Linked DNA regions of Cyprinus carpio: region 2 is linked to region 1. A link is a contact called in public Hi-C data. All regions are on one chromosome and are shown on one strand. Each heading gives the region's core, a stretch centred on a gene start, on an enhancer-like site or on the middle of the called end of the contact. The rest is flanking DNA. Distances are from core to core; before and after follow the strand shown. Region 1 has its middle 9.8 kb from the start of LOC109103253. Region 2 holds the start of LOC109071148 (protein ABHD15).

Region 1 (4,471 bases), core at 330-2,829:
AAGGAAGTGCCACATCGCCGAACGGTGACACTGCACCACCCCACCATACCTCACCCTGAAAACAGCAAAGACACCTGAGAATTCCCATGTGCCCTGTTGACCTCGTGACAGAGCAGCTCTCATTCATATCCAGGGCAATCCTTTTAATCTTCATAGCAGTAACCTGTAATATCTGCTGCAGTGCACCTCTGTTGTAAGTGTGGTGAGCGAGAGAACCGCTTCCTGGATGCTGTGGGAATTTTCCATTTGTGGAGGAATGTGAATAATTTCTCACAGATATGCTGATGTGCAGGTCTAATTTGAATTGTCACATCCTGTTCTTTCCATTTATGTCAAGCGTGAAATATTTGCTGAGTCACATCATGTGAGTTTGTTGAAACACATTATACGTACTGGTTTCATCTATAACACTGTGGTCAGGATTGCACATGTCATTTGGACTTGTTTAGTTCGGATATCAGTACAGGCCCTTCAAAGATGAATGCTGAATTTGACATGAACACATATGGCCCAGCAAATAAAGACTGTAGGGAATTGAGGAATGAAAAGCACTTGTGTTTGTACGAATGGAACTAATTTTATGAAAAAAAAAAATGGCTTAGATTTTTTCATCAAAAGTTTACGTCACACCCATATGGACATGGGTGGAAGTACTGTTTCTAGACAGTATGTAGATAAAGGGATCCACTAATGCTTGTTTTTTCTTGTAAGCAGTGTGTGAATTATACAGTGGGTCAAAGGTCAATTCTCCATTGGTTATTTTTAGAGAGCAATCTGATGAGGTTAATTTCTACAGAGGGCCAGGAGGGCCACAAATAAAATGAAATAATAACTTATATTAGCATATTGATTCAAAAATAAAAATGAACATAAGCAATTACTTTCAATAATTAACTTACTTAGACATATTTACAACTCTTTAAAAAAATCATTTAATGTATTATTTTATTAACAACTTTTTTTAAATGTTTCAAAGCTACTTCAAATAAATACACATTTAATTTAAAATAATTAAAACATTAAATGTATATTTATTTTTCTATTTGTAAAGTGATTTATTAATCCAATATTTTATTTGTTACAATAACTACATTTTTAAACATGAATTAAATCAGCATTTTTGAATGTTTTGTTTGTCAGTTTATTTATTTACATTTTTTTTTCTGAATTAATGCATAGATAATTGATTCCTTAATTTTAAAGTGGCACAAGTACTCCATACATCTCAGGCAACCCACATTTTTGACATATCTAGCACAGCTAGTCAAGCTTCAGCTTTTCTAAAGATTTTTTTTTTACTTTGAGTTCCTATGGATGGATTTAAGCCTCAGCTGACGCCCTCTCTATAATTCATAACATGTTTGACCTTGCAGTTGCCCTCTTCTTTTAAAGGACATTATAGGCTAATATAACATGCTATAATAAACAAACAAATAAATTAATAAATAATTGCAAGGGCATCTTCTAACCTCTGTGCCAAAAGCAGAGCTTTTTTTCTGGAGGATTTTTCATAAGATATGAGAGAGACAGGAATGGGGCTGTGAGACAACCAGCCAAGGCCATTTCATGTGGAGGTAATGAAACACAGCATCTAATAAGCTGGGGGAAAAGTGCTGTACTTTTCCAGGTCTAATGCCCCAATGGCCATGCGAGTGAGGGGCCCGGCCCACCCCAGCCCACTTCATTGCTTTGTTATGAGTAAGAGAAGCGGAAAGGTGCTGCCCTGCGGACAGAAGACACAGATGTCTGATGTATCCAGGGTACCCGGCCACCCTCCCCCATATCCTCTACAGCCAGAGGCTGACATCCCAAGGACAGGAGCCAGGAGCTGCGCAGTCCCTGCGTGTTTCCAATAAATCAGACAGATTAATTACGGAGCCAGGCATGTGAGTGCTTCAGGTCCGCATCTAAAAAGAGGACAGCACTATAATTGGCAGTGTGCATTAACACAGTGTAATACCTTCCATACAAAAACATGACTTACACTCACTGACTCACTGATAATGTACAGAGGTAATGCAAATTATGCTGCTTACATTATACAATGTATAACTAACTTTTTAGAGAAAGTTATTACAGATCAAATAACTTTGAACATTTGTTCATAACTTTGAGAGAAGCACGAGAGCGCAAGTCCACGTGAAGCACCAGATGAAGGCGGTGACCGAACAGAGTTAATTATTCCAGTGAGCCGTAAAAAGAAGGCTGAAATTTTGTTTGATTTTCTGATTATGTAAAGTGCATTAAATAACCATGTGCAATGTGTTCCCTATTTGCAGTGTTGTTCAATCACGCGATGAAGGAAATAGAAAATTATTTCCTCCTTCATTAAAAAGCTTACAATAGTCATATATACTAAGACACCATTCAAATTTGATGTGTTAATACTTTAGTTGTTTAATCCTATCTCTTTTGAACAACCCTTGACTGTAACAGTGGAAACTAACGTCCCTTCTCTTTTGGCCTGTGCCTCGTATATCTGATGACAGTCAGCAGTCAAGTGCTTGCAGATCATGCTACACAGGCGTGAAGTTGCACAATGGAAAAAAAAAAACCTGATGCAAGTCTCCACCAGAGTGGGCAATACCACCACATAGCCACCGGCAAATGTGGCCAGCTTCTCCTTCTTCCTCCTCAACCAGCCATAAAGATTGCAAAGAATGCGAACCACGGCTAAATCAAAGTTGCAAGAATGTGAGGTCCTGATCTGGCCCCCTTCAGACAAGCCAGGCAACCTGTCACCCTACATTAGATCTCCTGCCATCAATCCTCCTCATGTCTCTGCCCAGGGGACAGGCGTTAACCAGCTCTTCTCCAAGTCACAGCCAAAGATATTGAAAGATTAAAGCAGATTTAGGTATGGGAAGAGAGAGAAAGAAAAAAAATAGAGCAAGAAAGATACACAATACGTGTTAGAGAGTGAGAGTTCACCCCACCTAGTACATCTGCGTCATGCACATGCGAAGAATTTGCCGAAGGCTTCTGCAAATATTTGCTGCTTGAGTTGGGAAATGGTCACACCTGGGTTGCAGCAACAAAGGGCAGGTCAAATAACACAGGTGCTGTACTCCTGCGGAGTCCAGAGAATACATCAAGAAAACAAACAAAACATCAGCCGGAAGCATGTGGTCTTTGTTTCAACCTTCTACTTTAAGCTCACCTGGAATAAATCTATCCAAAAACAAGAGGTATTCAATGCATTTCATTAATGCGGAACAAGGTGTGCAGATTTGGCCTTTCTTACATCACCCAATGACGGCTCAACATTGCCCACTGATGACCCACTAATGATGTGCATCCCTACCGCGCTGCTAATTCAATTCACCCTTGTAATGCATTCACTGTACTGCTGTTGGAGAACTTTGCTGAACTATTAACACGTTCTGTGAAACCCCATTCTTTTATGCACGCCAGGACAAAAGCATTGTATGAATTTCGAAGCGGAATTATTTAGGCTACCTGTGTCATGTTTCAGGTTAAAAATAGGTGCTAAATATAAACTTGCTTTCCGAGCCAAAACGAGTGAGCTCTGCGTCACGGTAACTGTCACTCATGCCTGCACTGCTTTTCCATAGTCTCGGGCTTTTCCATACTGCCATCTGCTGCTGGGACACACTTGTGAAGCATTGTGCACAAGTACGCATGGAACATCAAGATCTTCAGACATTACCAATTACACAAAAAACAAACAAACAAAAAAAAAATGTATAGGATAAGCCTGTAGAATTATATTGCATGTGAATTGTGGATAAAACTGCAAAAATCACTGGAAAAAAAAATGTCAATAAAAATATCATATTCACTTATTACTTTAAGATCATTTCATCTAATTTGTTGATTACCTCAAAAATACTGCTAGTTCATTTATTGACATATATGTTGTTGTTAACTAAAACGACAAAAAAAATAGTTTTCATTCATTGAAATAAATCAGAAATAAAATATAAAACGTAATAAACTTGGCAACTATCTGAAATAATTTAGGTGAAATAAATTTAAAACTAAACAGAAATATTTAAAACCTGTAGGAATGACAAAACAATTACTAAAATTACTAAACTTAAACTATAATTACAATGAAAACTGAAAATATAAATAATATAAAAGTATATAAATAATATTAAAATAACACTGTGACACACTATATGGCCAAAAGTGTTTAGATAATCCACTCTAATTTACAGGTCTCGGCTTCACACATCACTAATAAAAAGTACATAAAATCAAGTGTACAGCTATACAATCTTTTTACATTGTAATAAATTATAGTACCAAACACTTGCTAACACTTAACTTGTCACTGAGGCAAGACCCACAAAATTACATAACATAATAATGCCCCTGCTCACAACGAGAGGCCATAAACAGTTAGGTAGCCTATGCATATTATTCATACTTTCTGTGACAAAATATGGACAGGACTGTAAAAAGTCCAATTGTAATAGTTTTAAGAACCTACCAATGAACACCC
Region 2 (4,372 bases), core at 1,336-3,835, 35 kb after region 1:
TGACTTTATGCCCACCCAAAATAATAAAAAAGGCTTTTATAGAGAAGGTGTATACAGGTCATTTTATGTGTGAATTGCATTTGTTATTCTTAAGAGCCCATCATTTTAAATGCATTCAAAATATGTATTTTAATAAATTAACAGAAATTAACTATATGGCCAAATGTATGGGGAAATGAAGTCTAATGAGAATAAGGCAGCTGTTCACAAAAGCACAGTGCAATGATTTACTACTGTATGCGTGAATAACCCCAACTCACCTGGAAGCAGTTGACTTTATCTTGTGCAGAACTAGGCAAGGAGTTCTGTTTGCGTGTCTTGAGCTCGTTCAGGACCAGCTCCCCCTTCTGGTTATACATGAGTTCATCAATGACCCCCAAGACAAAAACACCTTCCAGCACACCAAACACAGGAAACTCTCGCACACGTTCTCCTGAAACAAGATGTTTGAAAATGATCTGACTACAAAAACAACATCTAACACTAAATATTAACATTGTCAACTCACCTGCTTCCAACAGCGGGATCATGTGCAACATATTGAGAAGTTTGATGGCTTCTGCATCTTCTCTAGTCAAGATATCTACAGGGACAACGTCCTGAATCTCCTTTTCTGGAGATGAAAGTCATGGATCGGATTACTGAACATGAACAAGATATTATGCTGCAGTATATTCAAATGTGTATTATAAACATCAGTGGTCACCTCTTGATAAATGAATTTCTTTTCCGATCTGCACCTCAGCACGTTGCATTTCCCTTCTCTTGACAAATGGCTTTAAAAGACTGTAAACAGTCTTCATCTCACACCAAGACTGTTCACACAGGAGGGTCACGCTCAGATGCCGCTTGAAGAAGCGTTGCATTGGGCTAAAGCTGTTTCCATGTAGGCTCTTTCTCTTTAAACCTCTCACAGTTTCTGTTTTTACTGTTTCTTGTCCCAAAGCCTCTTCATTCCTGCTGAAAAGAAGAGCACAGTCACGTGACAAAAGCAAAGAACTATCAAATGCTGCAGTTCAGCAGAATAACTAGGGTTCCATGTCTGCACACAATATGTAACCATTTTCCACTAAGCATCATCTAAATAACTTACTTGTGTACAGATGAGGTGGACGCACAGGGGCTATCAAAGTTCACTGAGTGTTCACCATCAGTTTCACTACTGAGAGGACACTGGGGCTCTCGAAAGACATACAATACTTCGTTTATATGTATAAACATTAAAAAACTATGTACAAGTTTTCAGTTGAAAGACAGACTGGTAAAATTTACAGATGATAGACTTACTAACAGAAAGATACACTCATAACACGACAGTGTCATCCTGTCTCCAGAATTAAAAGTATTACTACAATCGCAACTATTAACCAAAATTACAAGATATTTTACCGATGCTTTGTTGCTCAGAAGGGATGTTGAGAAATTCTGAGTCGCTAATATCATCCCAGTCATCGAACAGTTGTTGTGATCCAGACGCATCCATCTGAAAACGAAACTAAAGAAGCTCTCAACCCATTTGCATTATTTGGCGTACGACATGCTCAAACATTTTCCTACAATGTCACGCCCCCTTCAACATCTTTAAATGCATTCGATTGGCTAATGCGATATGCCCCGCCCACTTCAAGCCAAATGCTTCCTATGAATTCTGTAAAGCAAAACACTGTTATAAAATTACCCGGTGGCACATTTCCGAAATAAAATCAATCATACTTCTTTATATTTCTTCTAGGAAACGTTTGGTATATTTCAATGCGATGAAGATTGGTATAAATAATGCAACAGTGAGGCACGGAAAGTAATGGCGTTTTTGACCTCCTGTAGTTAGTTGTAATGGTTTCCAGTTTTTAAATAAAAATAGAAATGAACACTTGAATGAAACAACGATCAAGAAACATAACTGTGGATCAGAACGTCACACGTCAGATCAGACCCATATTAATACAGGGGGGTAGTTTAACTCGGGAATATAGTAAAGATGCTGTTATAGCATCTTCACAATAATTTAACATTACCACACAATGATTTAAATCACAGGTCTCTTGACATTGTCACTCCGGTATCACTAGAGGGTTAACCAGACCCTTTCCTGCAGCGGAAAACAACACTAGATGAAACCCCTATAACAGACAAGAGTCTATATACAGCCTAAAACAACACCTAAGATCATGGAGCTGAAGAACAGGCCTGGAGGACACACATGCTCCCAGAAGACCTAGAAACAGCAAAAAGGGAGCAGACAACACAAAAAGCTGTGGGTTTCCGCAGCCGGGCCCAACCACTCTAAGAAGATGCCACCGAAGACAGTCTTGAGCCAGTCCCAGGAGAGTCTGAGGTGGGGGGGAATGCTGGCCAACCCTGTGGAAGAAGAAAAGAGGACTGAGATTTATAAAACCAACAGAAGGAGGCGGTATCTGGCTGCTCAAGATGATCTCATGGAGAGCTTGGCCTGCCCTGACAGCCAGTAAAGTTCTTGTATTAATGAAACTTATACATAGCACTATATAGATTTTAAAACAATTGCATTCCTTAAGGCCTTATTTCTAATAGTATATATATAATACTTACTTACACCTCTAGGGGGCACTCAAGAACAACAAATGAGAAGTTTACTAGTTGTACTTGAAGTAAAGTCTTGTTATCTAGCATGATTAAAAAATGCAAACATTAAGGACAATGCACATTTTATTTAAAAAAAAAAAAAAACACGTCACTTTAAAAATGTATTTATTTCATTTTAACTGTTAATAACCATCATAAAAGGAATTCAAGTTAAAAGAATAACAATTTTACACAGCACAGCTACAGATTTTAAAACCAGCACATTTGTGTCACACACTTGATCAATGACCGCGCACAGAATTAAAGAGAATTAAAACAAGAACAGGAAATAAATAGGGGAAAATGCCACTGATAAAAACATTGCTGTTATTTACATTATAATTTATTTATCTACAGATGCCTCAGTCTGCAGTTTCAGGCTCTAATGTGACCCCACTTCTCATTTTCCTTCATGAGTAACGATACAGAGAATGACTTACTAAAACCAAGCAGAGCTGTGGAAGTCATCTAGCCTTTACATAAAGAAAATATGGATGACAGCATAAGTGTCCTAATGGATAATTACAGTAGTAAAATACACAGACAATGTTAGTTTAAGATGGAGTTAATGTTTTCATCCAGATTCACTCAACACCCTTGTGCAAAGACACACTAACATACCCTGCTTCTTCAGAAAACACTTTTTAGGCCCTAATATATGAACATTACCCTTCTACAGCTCAGTGAGATTGAACCTGTTAAATAGAAACATGTGAAAAATATGTTCTGAAACTCCACCTTTGTAAACCAAACCTAAAATGCACCATTGTATTATTCTAATACTCACTTTATGATGGGGCAAAAGTTTGCTCTCTAGTAAATCATGTATTTCTCTATGGCCAACTATGTTTCAAAATCAAATCTAACCATCAAACCATTGAATCTCACCATTAAATAATCAACCACACTTCTACATACAATTAAAAACCATTGTTGTACATTACCATTGATAACTAATGGAGAAAACACATACAAATATCCATATGCTGCTCCTAAGCAAACCTTCAAACACAGTTGCTTACACTTCCTTCAGCCTAAAACAATCTAAAACTGCGCATCTGTCAAGGGATCCCCTTTCCAACTGGCAACAATTTCAGTCCGAGTTTCCTTTTTTTCCTCTTGGGACTCAATGAATGCAGGCGGTGGTTTATAAATGGTATATATGGGCGTAACGTCAGGCACAGATGCCCGTGTGTCTTCAAAGACCAGCCTGGCAATCAGAAGCCTGCATCTCTACAGCAGAGAAGAAGCGCTTGGTCAGCTTGTGCCCGTCATACTTGAGCTGGGTGGTGTAGAAGGTCCGGGTGTGTTTGGGGTACACTATGGTGGTGCTCTGGTAGCGCTGCACCCGATGACGGGGCTGGAACTCCAGCTGGGTCTTGTAATGTCTCCAGGTGCTCTGAGGCAGGGCCAACACCGTCTGGCTGCACATCTCCAGACCCAAACCCTTGGGCTGCAGGGTCACGTCCTGGATGAAGTGCCGATCTGAATCATAACGCACTGAAGACGTGTATCTGTAAGAACACGTGTAACAAGTTAGTGCTACATATGAATTGCACCTGCCCAGAGCAAATCGGCCAAATCCAAAAATCATGCGATAGTCACAGCAAAAAAAAAAAAAAAAAAAAAAAAAAACACTTTACCTTATTTCTTTCAGTGGCAGAGGATCAAGTTCAATTCCTTCGCCATAGGACAATGCATGCAAATGCCGATTATTATGAACCTGTAATTAAGATTTTTTTAAAATACTGCTTTATAAATAACTAATAAA

What was found. A called contact is a pair of places that touch in the nucleus more often than the background predicts.
Region 2: a Hi-C map of liver shows a contact between it and region 1, with 5 times the contacts expected there. The contact joins the promoter of LOC109071148 here to the enhancer-like site in region 1. A contact is called at or near these places in 3 of 8 Hi-C or Micro-C datasets (liver, red blood cells and skeletal muscle).

Annotation. Positions count from the first base shown.
Region 1 is chrA15:16,009,717-16,014,187 of ASM1834038v1, forward strand. No RefSeq gene overlaps it. Among protein-coding and RNA genes, the nearest start is that of LOC109103253, 9.8 kb to the left of the region's middle. Within about 2 kb of position 1,580, at least 2 of the 8 cell types and tissues checked have an H3K27ac peak or open chromatin away from gene starts, as enhancers often do. A contact at or near this core is called in liver and skeletal muscle, where this site is marked.
Region 2 is chrA15:16,043,914-16,048,285 of ASM1834038v1, forward strand. LOC109071148 (protein ABHD15) reads right to left here and starts at 2,586. Exons shown (of 7, transcript XM_042771218.1): 1 at 1,390-2,586; 2 at 1,094-1,181; 3 at 707-957; 4 at 509-613; 5 at 261-433. The coding sequence starts at 1,483. LOC109071146 (refilin-B-like) reads right to left here. Exons shown (of 3, transcript XM_019087617.2): 2 at 4,245-4,324; 3 at 2,711-4,115. The coding sequence ends at 3,800.